Regions from separate parts of the Mus musculus genome. Here region 2 is linked to region 1. A link is a contact called in public promoter capture Hi-C data. All regions are on one chromosome and are shown on one strand. Each heading gives the region's core, a stretch centred on a gene start, on an enhancer-like site or on the middle of the called end of the contact. The rest is flanking DNA. Distances are from core to core; before and after follow the strand shown.

Region 1 (4,833 bases), core at 584-3,083:
CTCTGCCCAGCATGTTTGTGTGCGTATAGGACCCTGGGACCTCTCGGGGTCCCCTCAACTCTGTCCTAGGGCAGGGCTGGGATGTCTGTGATTATGCTTTTTTTTGGAGAAAGTCTTGCTCATTCAAGGGCTTCCCACCACTATTGAGGAGACTCCCCCCTGGCAGCAGAGGTTGGGTGGAGGGTGGCATCAGCTGATGTAGCCAGCTCTCCCTATGTAATCACAAGGAGGCAGCAACAAGGATGGTACCGAGACTGAGGAGGCTCCCTGGAGAGGATGCTGCAGTTCAGACAGAAGATGTCAAGGGCTTTCCTAGGGAGAGGGTGGCGTGCAAGCACGAAACAGAGGATGTTCTTTGCATCATCCCGCTTAAGTTTCCATTCTTCCTTCTTAGTGCCAAAGGAAGCTACTAAGCCCTACACAACCCAGGCATATCTGCAACCCAAGAGTAAGATCCTAAGCCACTAGCACAGAGAGAGCATGCTCAGCAAGCTAACTCAGTCACAGCATCTGCCATGTGCCCACACTCCAGCAAGGCAAAGCAATGCTTCCCGAGGCCATCCACAGGGGCTGAGCTGGGTCAGTCACTCCTGCTTTCATGATATCCTAGCCCACTATTTAGGGGATGGAGGACAAAGAGGACTTTGGAGACTGGAACTCAGGCTTCTTTGGTGATGTTGGCGGATTCCTCTAAGACTGGGTTGGGTCTGGCAGTGGTGGCGCACGCCTTTAATTCCAGCGCTCTGGAGACAGAGGAAGGTGGATCTGAGTTTGAGGCCAGCCTGGGCTACAGAGTGAGTTCCAGGACAGCCAAGGCTACACAGAGAAACCCTGTCTTGAAAAACAAACAAACAGAATAGTCTGAGTCTCCATAGCGGTTGCAGCAGTGTATGGCCAAGAATCAGTTCAAGGCCCTCCTGGTGTATACAGCAAGTTGACCAAGGTTCTGTCCCCAGCAACTACATGGAAAATCACAACTTTCTGTAACTCCAGTTCCAGGGGATCCAGTGTCCTCTTCTGGCCTCCAAGGGTTCCAGGCATGTACACGGTGCACAGACTTACATTCAGGCAAAACATTCATATGCATAAACAAATCAAAAACCAAAAAACCAAAACCCACCACAACCCCAAGTTTTCAGTTTGGGTTCAACCGCACCACATGTTAAGCCTCGAGCTAGCCAACACTGTCTCAGAGAAGGGAGTGAGAACGGGCCTTACTGAGTGCCTCTTGAATGTCAGCCACCGCACCAGACCCATTCCCAGGGACCCTCATGATGTTACGGTGAGGTGAGAAGTACTAAGCAACTGCAGGGCTGAAGCCACCCTTGGACTCCTCTGTGAATCAACGGGACAATTGTAGAATACAAACAAGGTACCTGCATGGTCAGTGAGATTGTTCTTCTCACAGCAGGGAAGGGAGGCCCTGAGTGGGGGAATGGAAGAGAGGGAGAAGAGACTCACAGGTATGCCTCTGGCTTTTCAGGAACCTAGGATTAACTCTCATTTGGAGCTGAGGCTCTTAGAGAGCTGGCTGGGGGAAGCAGGGGCTGGAGTGAGCCCACGGTGCTGTGGGTGTCGGCCTGAAATGAGTAGTTTCTGCTCCCTTGTACCCTCTGATAGAGCATCTCTGCTTTAACAGAGGTACAACCCACCAGCAGAGCCCCCAAACTCCCCCACCTGGCCAGCATCTTTACACCAGGGAACTCCGGGTCTCATTACACTGCCTTGTCTCTAAGTTGGGTGTGGCCACTAACTGGGGTTGGTGGTGAAGGGAGAGACTGCTTTGTCTGCAGGAGCCGTCTTTAATTTTTTTTCCCTATGACTCAGCATGGGTTGGATGCTGAGTCATACCTGGCAGGAGCCCCAGGATCCCAGGGACCATGTGAGGTCACCTCAGGCATCACCCTAAGGCTCAGAAAACATGCCTCAGCTTTAAAAATGCATGAGATAGGGGTACTGGCTGATCTTGCAAAGGATATGGGTTCAATTCCCAGTACCCACATGGTAGCTCACAACCACCTGTCACTCTAGTTACAAGTGATCCAACGACATCCCCTGGCTTCCTTAGGCACTGCATGAAAGTACACATAAACTCTACATATAAAATATAAATAAACCTTTTTTAAAAAAAAATGGGGCTGGAGAGATGGCTCAGTGGTTAAGAGCACTGACTGCTCTTCTAGAGGTCCTGAGTTCAATTCCCAGTTGTGACTTGGTGGCTCACAACCATATGTAATGGGGTCCGATGCCTTTTTTTCTGATGTGTCTGAAGACAGCAACAGTGTACTCATATACATAAAATAAATAAAATCTTAAAAAGGAAGAAATAGAGAGAAAGAGAAAGTAAAGAAAGGAAGGAAAGAGGGAAGGAAGAAAATGTATGAGATGAAGAAAGAAAGAAAAATGTATGAGATGAAGCACTCCAAAATGATGCTTTTGGGATCTTTGTCTCTCAGGATCACATTTTGTTGTCTGCTGGTCTCAGAGTCACTACACAACTAAAGATGACCTTCCTCTCAAGTGCTGGAATTATAGGCATGTGCCACTAAGACCAGATGTTTTTTTGTTTTGTTTTGTTTTGTTTTTTAAGATTTATCTTAAAAAAAATTTTTTTTAACATATCTGGGTGTTTTGCCTGCATGTATTATCTGTGTACCATGAGCATGCAGTGCCTGCAGAGGTCAGAAGAGGGCGATAGATCCTTGGAGCTGGAATTGCAGCTGGTTAGCTACTATGAGGGCTGAGATTTGAACAGTGTCCCTCTGAAAGAGCAGCCAGTGTTAGTAACAGCTGACTCACCTCTCCAGCCCTGACCTGGCTTGCTTTGTTTTGTTTCTTTGAGACAGGGTCTCACTACGAAGCCTTGGCTGTCCCGGAACTCACAATGTAAATCAGGATGACTTTAAATATCATAGCTATCGGCCTACCTCTGTCTCCTACATGCTAGGATTAAAAGCCTACACCACCACACCCAGCCCAGCTGGCCTTTTTACCAAGCCTTGCAGGTGGTTCTCACACTCTACAGGCAGTAACTGGAAGACAGCTAAGGGGCTAGGCCAGCTACTTCTTCTGGGGCTCTGTGCCTTTCCTCTTAGGGGCCCTGGTTGTGTTTGGTAAAATGCTACCTGGCACTGCAGAAGCTGCCATAACAGTGTCTGCCACACCCACACCTCCCCGAGTCACAAATGCTGGCCTTTTCATGGGGTAAAGGAACTGAGGTCCCAAGAAAAAGATCCTGGGCACAGCTGGAAGGAAGAACAGTAGGGAGGCTGAGCCCCTGTGCATCCCATGCCCACTGCTCCCTGATGGGTGGTTTGCCTCCAGTGTGCCAGGCCAGCAGGCTGTAGGATCAAGAGCTTCTATTTCTGCTCTGGGATGTTGGAAGGAAGCAGTTGAGATGCTGACAGCTGTGCAACAGCTGCACAGAGACCTGGAGCCTGCAGTTCTGACATTTTCAGGATGGCCTTAAAGGCTCTTGGAATTCGTGGGGCTTCACACTCTCAGGAGAGCCATCATCCTCAAAAGAGACTTTCCCACCATTTATTTATCTTGGCTAGAAGAACAGAGGTTTAATTGTGAGTCTAATCTATAAGGAGATGATTTCAGAACAAGGATAAGTTGGGTTTAAGAACTTTAACCACAAAACTGAATCTCATCCAGAATATCCGGAGCCTCCAAAAGCAAGCAAACAAAGCTTTGTAGCTGCCTGGGTAACCATGGATACCTGTAGTGCCCATGCCCCTGGTTTTCAGGAAACCCTGGTCCAGCCCAGAAAAGATCTTGGGCTACTTTTGGGAGCTCACCCAGCAATGATGGGCTTTTTGTGATATGGCCTGTCAGTTGCTTATAAATAGGTTACCATGTTAAGATGCAGGCCTGGGATCTCTCTGTAAATCTCGACTGAAGAGGCCAGTGACTCTGGTCTGACCACAGCTCTGACCGACTCTTCCTGAAGTCCTGGCTCAGAATGAGTTAGCTTTCCAGGAGCAAGAAAGATCTATATCCTCTGGGAACTCCAGAAGCCTGGCCACCCCAGGTCTTACTCTGCTAACACCAACCTTGATCAGGTACAAGCCTTGAGTAAAATTTATTTGTGACATTCTTGTCCTAAGAGCTACACTGACACTCAACAGAGAGATCCTGATGCTTGCAGAGAGTGGGCAGTGAGGCCTGAGGCTGTCAGTGGACTCTGGCTACCCCCATGCCAATCCTTACCCTCGCCCCCGTGGTCTATTCTCCGAACTTGGTGTATAACCTAGACACAAACCTCTGCAGGACATGGCACCAGCTGCAGTTGAAGGTTAGATTCGAGGACACGCAGGTGTCGCAACTCTGATGCTGGAGGCAGGCTGCAAGAGAGGAGGTGGTCTATGTCAGCATCCCGTCACTGCTTCCAGGGGCTTCTGAATTCAGGGTGCTTCCTGAACCGCAGTGCCTCTGACTTTGAGGACCCTAAAGGTCATTATTGCCTCTCTTCTCCCTTTTGTCATTGTTATGCTCTGAAACAGGGCCTCTCTGTGTAGCCCTGACTGTCCTGGAGCTAGCCATGTAGACCAGTCTGACCTCAAACTCCCAGACATCCTCCTGCCTCTGCCTTCCGAGTGCTGGGATTATTGGAGGCAATTCCTCCTTCCCGATTCTTGCTCTCCCCCTCCGCCTCCTGGCTATTGGTCCCTGGGATGGTTGCTCTTCATCATCTACTTGACTGAATTCTGAATCACCTAGAAAAAACACCTCCAAGGGTGTCTGTAAGAACCCACCCAGAGAGATATAACCAAGAGTGGAAGTCCCAGCTTGAGTGTGCGTGGGTCCATTGCTGAGTGGAAGCCCAGG
Region 2 (4,833 bases), core at 1,749-4,248, 140 kb after region 1:
AGGCAGAGGCAGGAGAATCTCTATGAATTCCAGGTCAGCCTGGTCTACACTGTGAGTTTCCAGGATAGCTAGAGCTACATAGCAAAACTGCCTCAAAAAAATAAACCTATAAAATGGAACTTTCAAAGATTTAAAAGAGCATGTTTTGCCTGTGCCATGCATGCCCGCTACCAAGGGAGGCCAGCTGTCAGATCCCATGGGATCAGTTATTGAGTCTTGTGACACCATGTGAGTGCTGGGAACCAAGCCTGTGTCTTCTGCAAGAAGCCAGTTCACAATTTCTGAGCATCTCTCTCTCCAGCCCAAAGTGTTAATTCTACAAAGACACAATGTATTGTTCAAGTTTTACTGGTTTTAGACTTTCTAAGTAAAAATACCCTTTAAATTCTTTTTTTTTTCTTTCTTTCTTTGAGACAGGGTTTCTCTGTATAGCCCTGGATGTCCTGGAACTCACTTTGTAGACCAGGCTGGCCTCGAACTCAGAAATCCACCTGTTTCTGCCTCCTAAGTGCTGGGATTAAAGGCGTGCACCACAACCGCCGGGCACTCTTTAAATTCTTTTTTTTTTTTTTTTTTGGTTTGTCCAGACAGGGTTTCTCTGTGTAGCCTGGCTGTCCTGGAACTCACTCTGTAGACCAGGCTGGCCTTGAACTCAGAAATCCGCCTGCCTCTGCCTCCCAAGTGCTGGGATTAAAGGCGTGTGCCACCAATGCCCAGCACTCTTTAAATTCTTAATAGGGGTGAGGCTGGAGAGATAACTCAGCAGTTAAGAGCACTGACTGCTCTTCCAGAGGTCCTGAGTTCAATTCCCAGCACCCACATTGTGGCTCACAACCATCTGTAATAGGATCTGATGCCCTCTTCTGGTGTGTCTAAAGACAGCTATAGTGTCTTAAGAAAAACCTTAAAAAAAAAACAAAAAAGAACACTTAATAGGGAAAGGGATGTGACTTGGGGCAAAATCATTCTGGCTGGATTCCCACCCCCTCCACTCAGTTGGTTTGGGCAAAAAGCAGCTACTACAGCCTCCAAAAAACTCAATGTAATAAGAATTCTGGAACTTTAGTTTCTTTACACACACACACACACACACACACACACACACACACACACACACACACACACACGGGGGTGGGGGCTGAAGAGATGGCTCAGCAGTTGGGGGCACTGGCTGCTCTTTCAGAGGAAGAGTACCCACAATTCCCAGTACCCACAGGGCAGTTGACAACTGTCTGTAACTCCAAGATCTAACACTCTTACATAGAAATACATTCAAGTAAAACAACAATACACGGAAGATAAATAAATAACTCCCCCCCAGGTTTTTATTTGATGAAATAAATATGATGAGACTATGCTCTTGGTTTAATCCCAGGTGTGGGGAGGTGGCACAGCTTCACGGCAGCTGGCTATGATTTGCTCCTGGCAGAGGTGTAGTTTTGCCAGGTGTAGATCATTTCTGCAATGGTGTGATATTTGACATCCTGGGAATTTTTCAGAGGATTTGTAAGTGCTAGAACCCCGATAAGGTGGGGTTGGTGGCTGTTGGGAGGGAGTAGGTTGAACTGTTAGTAGTGCTCAAAGAAAAAAGAAGAAATTAGATTCAGATCTCTCCTCCCACCCATCTATCCTTTTCCTCCTATGTAGTGATGGGGGTGAAATGGTGGGGGAGGGGGAGAACCTACAAACGAGCAAAGACTAGTTATAAGCAAAGAGGAAACAAATATTAGATTCAGAGATCTCTCTTTTTCCTCTCTATCCTTCTCTCTAGTGATAGAAGTTGAAACTGGGGGTATAAAGGATGGGAAAAAGAACCCACAAAGTAGCAAAGACGGCTACAACTCAACATTCAGATCTCTTGGGTCAACTTAAAGCTAGCTCTAGAGATCTGGGGACTCACATAGCTGTTCCCCAGTGCTGAGACAAAAGACAGGCCTAGGCATCAGACCCAGGCTCTGCACATGTAACCAATGACATACCATCAACACCTGCCTTTAATGAAACCGAAGTTGTTAAATTGAAAGACCAGGAAAAATTCAGACCCCCGAGAACCAAGAATGTAGGTTAGCCCGTTCAGTGACCCTGTTCCAGGAACCGGCCGACCACAAAAGTTAGATTAAAATCCTGAGAACAATCCTGAGAAGCAGGGAGTTTCCCCTTGTGATTTTTAGTACCCCCTTGTCACTTTTCACTGGTATTTTCAGCATTTTCCAATAATGCCCTACCTACCCACTTGGGTTGTGGTTTTTTCCTTTAAATACCCCCTTTCCCAGCTACTCGGGGTCGAACTTCTCTACCCCTGCGTTCGATACGAGTCGACCCAGCGCACTGGTTCCTGACAATAAACCTTGTACAATTGCAGCAAGGTCGGTCTCTCGTGAGTTCTTAGGGGGTCACGTCATCCCGAGACTTGAGTGAGGGTCTGCTCTCTTCAGGGGTCTTTCAAAATGTTTTCAAGCCTTGAGCAATCTTTCCCCATATTAAGGCCATACATATATCCTCCTATGAGTTTTTTCTTTGCAGTTCTGTAGACTGAACACAGCCTTGGAGATGCTCTACCACTGAGCTACACACTAGTGGGTTGGGTGCACCCATGCTGGCATGTATGGAGGTCAGAGGATAAACCTGTATGAGTTGGTTGTCTCCTACCATGGGACTCAGGTTGGCAGGACTGGCAGCAGGCACCTTCATCCCCTCAGAAATCTCACCAATCATCTGCCAAAACATTGTTTTAGCGCTCAAAATAATGGGTTTCCTTATGACAGTTTCTTTGCTCAGACTCCCTTGTTGAATCTTACATCTAATGGGCTCTGGCTAGAGAAAATGGGTTGGAAGACGAGCAAGCCCAGGCTGGATTGACAGAAGAGAAGCTTGCCTACTTAAAAACCGGGGCACTGTCTCCTTCAGAAAGTTAACATTGACGGAGTTATCGGATAAGCCAGGCAGACACCTCTGCTGCCTCCCAGGGGCTGTATGGCCCACAGATGACTAATTCAGACCTCATCTGCAATTTAATGCAGCATAAAGAATAGATGTCACACACCTGTAATTCCGGCAGTCAGCAGACTGAGTCATAAAGATTTCATTTCTGAGACTCGCCTGGGATACATAACAAGAAATTGCCTTTGAAAGTCTCTGTGTGGGGGTGGGTGGGGTGGGGTGGGGATGTCAACTGGGATTTAGGATTTCATAGGCCTCAAGGGTTTTTTTCTTGAGACTGTAGGGTAACATTTTTTCAAAATGGGGTTGTCTACTGAATCAGGTACAATTCATTTGCCTTTTTCCGTGTTCCCCATTTTTGGTCTGAAACAGGGTGTCATGTTGCCCAGGTTCACCTCAAATTTGTCACATAGCCAAAGATGACCTTGAACCTGTTCTGCTTTTTAAAGACTAAATTTGCCTATCCTGTGTGAGCACATATCATCAGCAGAGGCCGTGAGGAGCCAAGAGATCTGCTGGAACTAAAGCCACAGGTGGTTTGAGCCACTTGATGTGGGTGCTGGGAACTGAACCCAGATCCTCTGTAAGAGCAGCAAGCGCTCTTAGCTGTGGAGTGACCCCTCTAGCGGCCCCCGAAATCTTGACTTTTTAAAAAAGATTTATTATACGTAAGTATACTGTATGTTTCTTCAGTCATACCAGAAGAGGACATCGGATCTCATTACGGATGGTTGTGAGCCACCATGATTTCTGGGACTTGAACTCAGGACCGTCGTCAGCAGCGCTCTTAACCGCTAAGCCATCTCACCAGCGCCCACCCCCCCTCCCGACTTTTTTGAGACAGGGTTTTTCTGTGTAGCCTCAGGATCCCAAGCACCTCACCTTCTAAGTGTTAGGATTAGAGGAATGCATCACTGTGCCTGAAGCCATGAGCAAGTTTGACTCTTAATGCATCTCTACCAAAGTGACAAGAACCTGCTATAAATAACTTGTGTGTGTCCCTTAGACCTTTACTACAGGCTGGATATTGGGATCTTCGTCAGAATGAAGCCAAGAAAAGCAAGGAACACAGTGGTGTTTGCTGTGAGCCGTTACTATTCCCATACCTGGATTAGATACTGCGAGTGGAGCCAGCTATCTGAAGCCACAAGGGTCGTGTATGCTACTGGTCTGAGCCTGGACGTTCTGCCTCCTGCATTTGTATGCATCTCTCTGCACTTGCTCCACCTGAATTCACCCTTCTTTGCCAAGGGAAAGGGAAGCTAGGGACTCAGGTTGAGGGATTCTGCAGGGAGCAGTGCTGGGACAGAACTCAGCCAGACACAAGCAGATTGGACACAGGCAGACCTACCGCTAATACTACGAGGTGAGGCTGTGTCCAGGAGCTTGGGGCGGGTAGGTGGAGCAGGAGAGATGGCTCGGGGGTCATGAGCACTCGCTGTTTTTGCAGAACCTTAGTTTCTAGCAACCAAATGTGGTTCACAACCCATCCATAACAAGGTGTGTGCACGGCGGCCACAGAGGTCAGAAGAGGACATCAGATCCCCTGGGAATGGAGTTACAGGCAGTTGTCAGCCACCATGTGGGTGCTGGGAATGGATCCCTGGTCCTTTGCAAGGGTCCAAGTGCTCTTAACTCATCGATGAGGTCTCTCTCCAGCCCCTGGGTGAGCCTTGTTAAGGCAGCTCGGATTTATGCTAGGCCCTTTGTTTCTTGACGTCTCCCGGAGATGAGATATCAAGTAATAGTTATTAGCAGAGTATTGACTAAGGTTATTAAGTGAACTGATGATATTTAAGTGAAGAGAGTAAACAATATTTAAAAAGCATCGATGTCACCCCAAAAGTCCCTTCAGTCCCAAGAGCCTTTGCAGTTCTAAGACCCATATTTAGG

Evidence for each region. Promoter capture Hi-C pulls out the DNA fragments that hold promoters and counts their contacts.
Region 2: a promoter capture Hi-C map of trophoblast stem cells shows a contact between it and region 1, with 6 times the contacts expected there. The contact joins two enhancer-like sites. A contact is called at or near these places in 15 of 39 promoter capture datasets (the C10 cell line, the HPC-7 cell line, cranial neural crest and 9 more), 3 of 15 datasets of contacts at CTCF or cohesin (large pre-B cells, pro-B cells and stem cell-derived epiblast-like cells), 24 of 484 Hi-C or Micro-C datasets (B cells, CD4 T cells, CD8 T cells and 15 more), 4 of 115 datasets of contacts at active chromatin or transcription factors (embryonic basal ganglia, embryonic stem cells, large pre-B cells and 1 more) and 1 of 9 other capture datasets (adipose tissue).

The regions. Positions count from the first base shown.
Region 1 is chr11:97,934,263-97,939,095 of GRCm38.p6, forward strand. Plxdc1 (plexin domain containing 1) reads right to left here. Exons shown (of 14, transcript NM_028199.3): 9 at 4,268-4,349. Among named protein-coding and RNA genes, the nearest start is that of Plxdc1, 50 kb to the right of the region's middle. Within about 2 kb of position 1,834, at least 43 of the 459 cell types and tissues checked have an H3K27ac peak or open chromatin away from gene starts, as enhancers often do. A contact at or near this core is called in trophoblast stem cells, where this site is marked.
Region 2 is chr11:98,077,678-98,082,510 of GRCm38.p6, forward strand. No RefSeq gene overlaps it. Among named protein-coding and RNA genes, the nearest start is that of Stac2, 27 kb to the left of the region's middle. Within about 2 kb of position 2,999, at least 4 of the 459 cell types and tissues checked have an H3K27ac peak or open chromatin away from gene starts, as enhancers often do. A contact at or near this core is called in trophoblast stem cells, where this site is marked.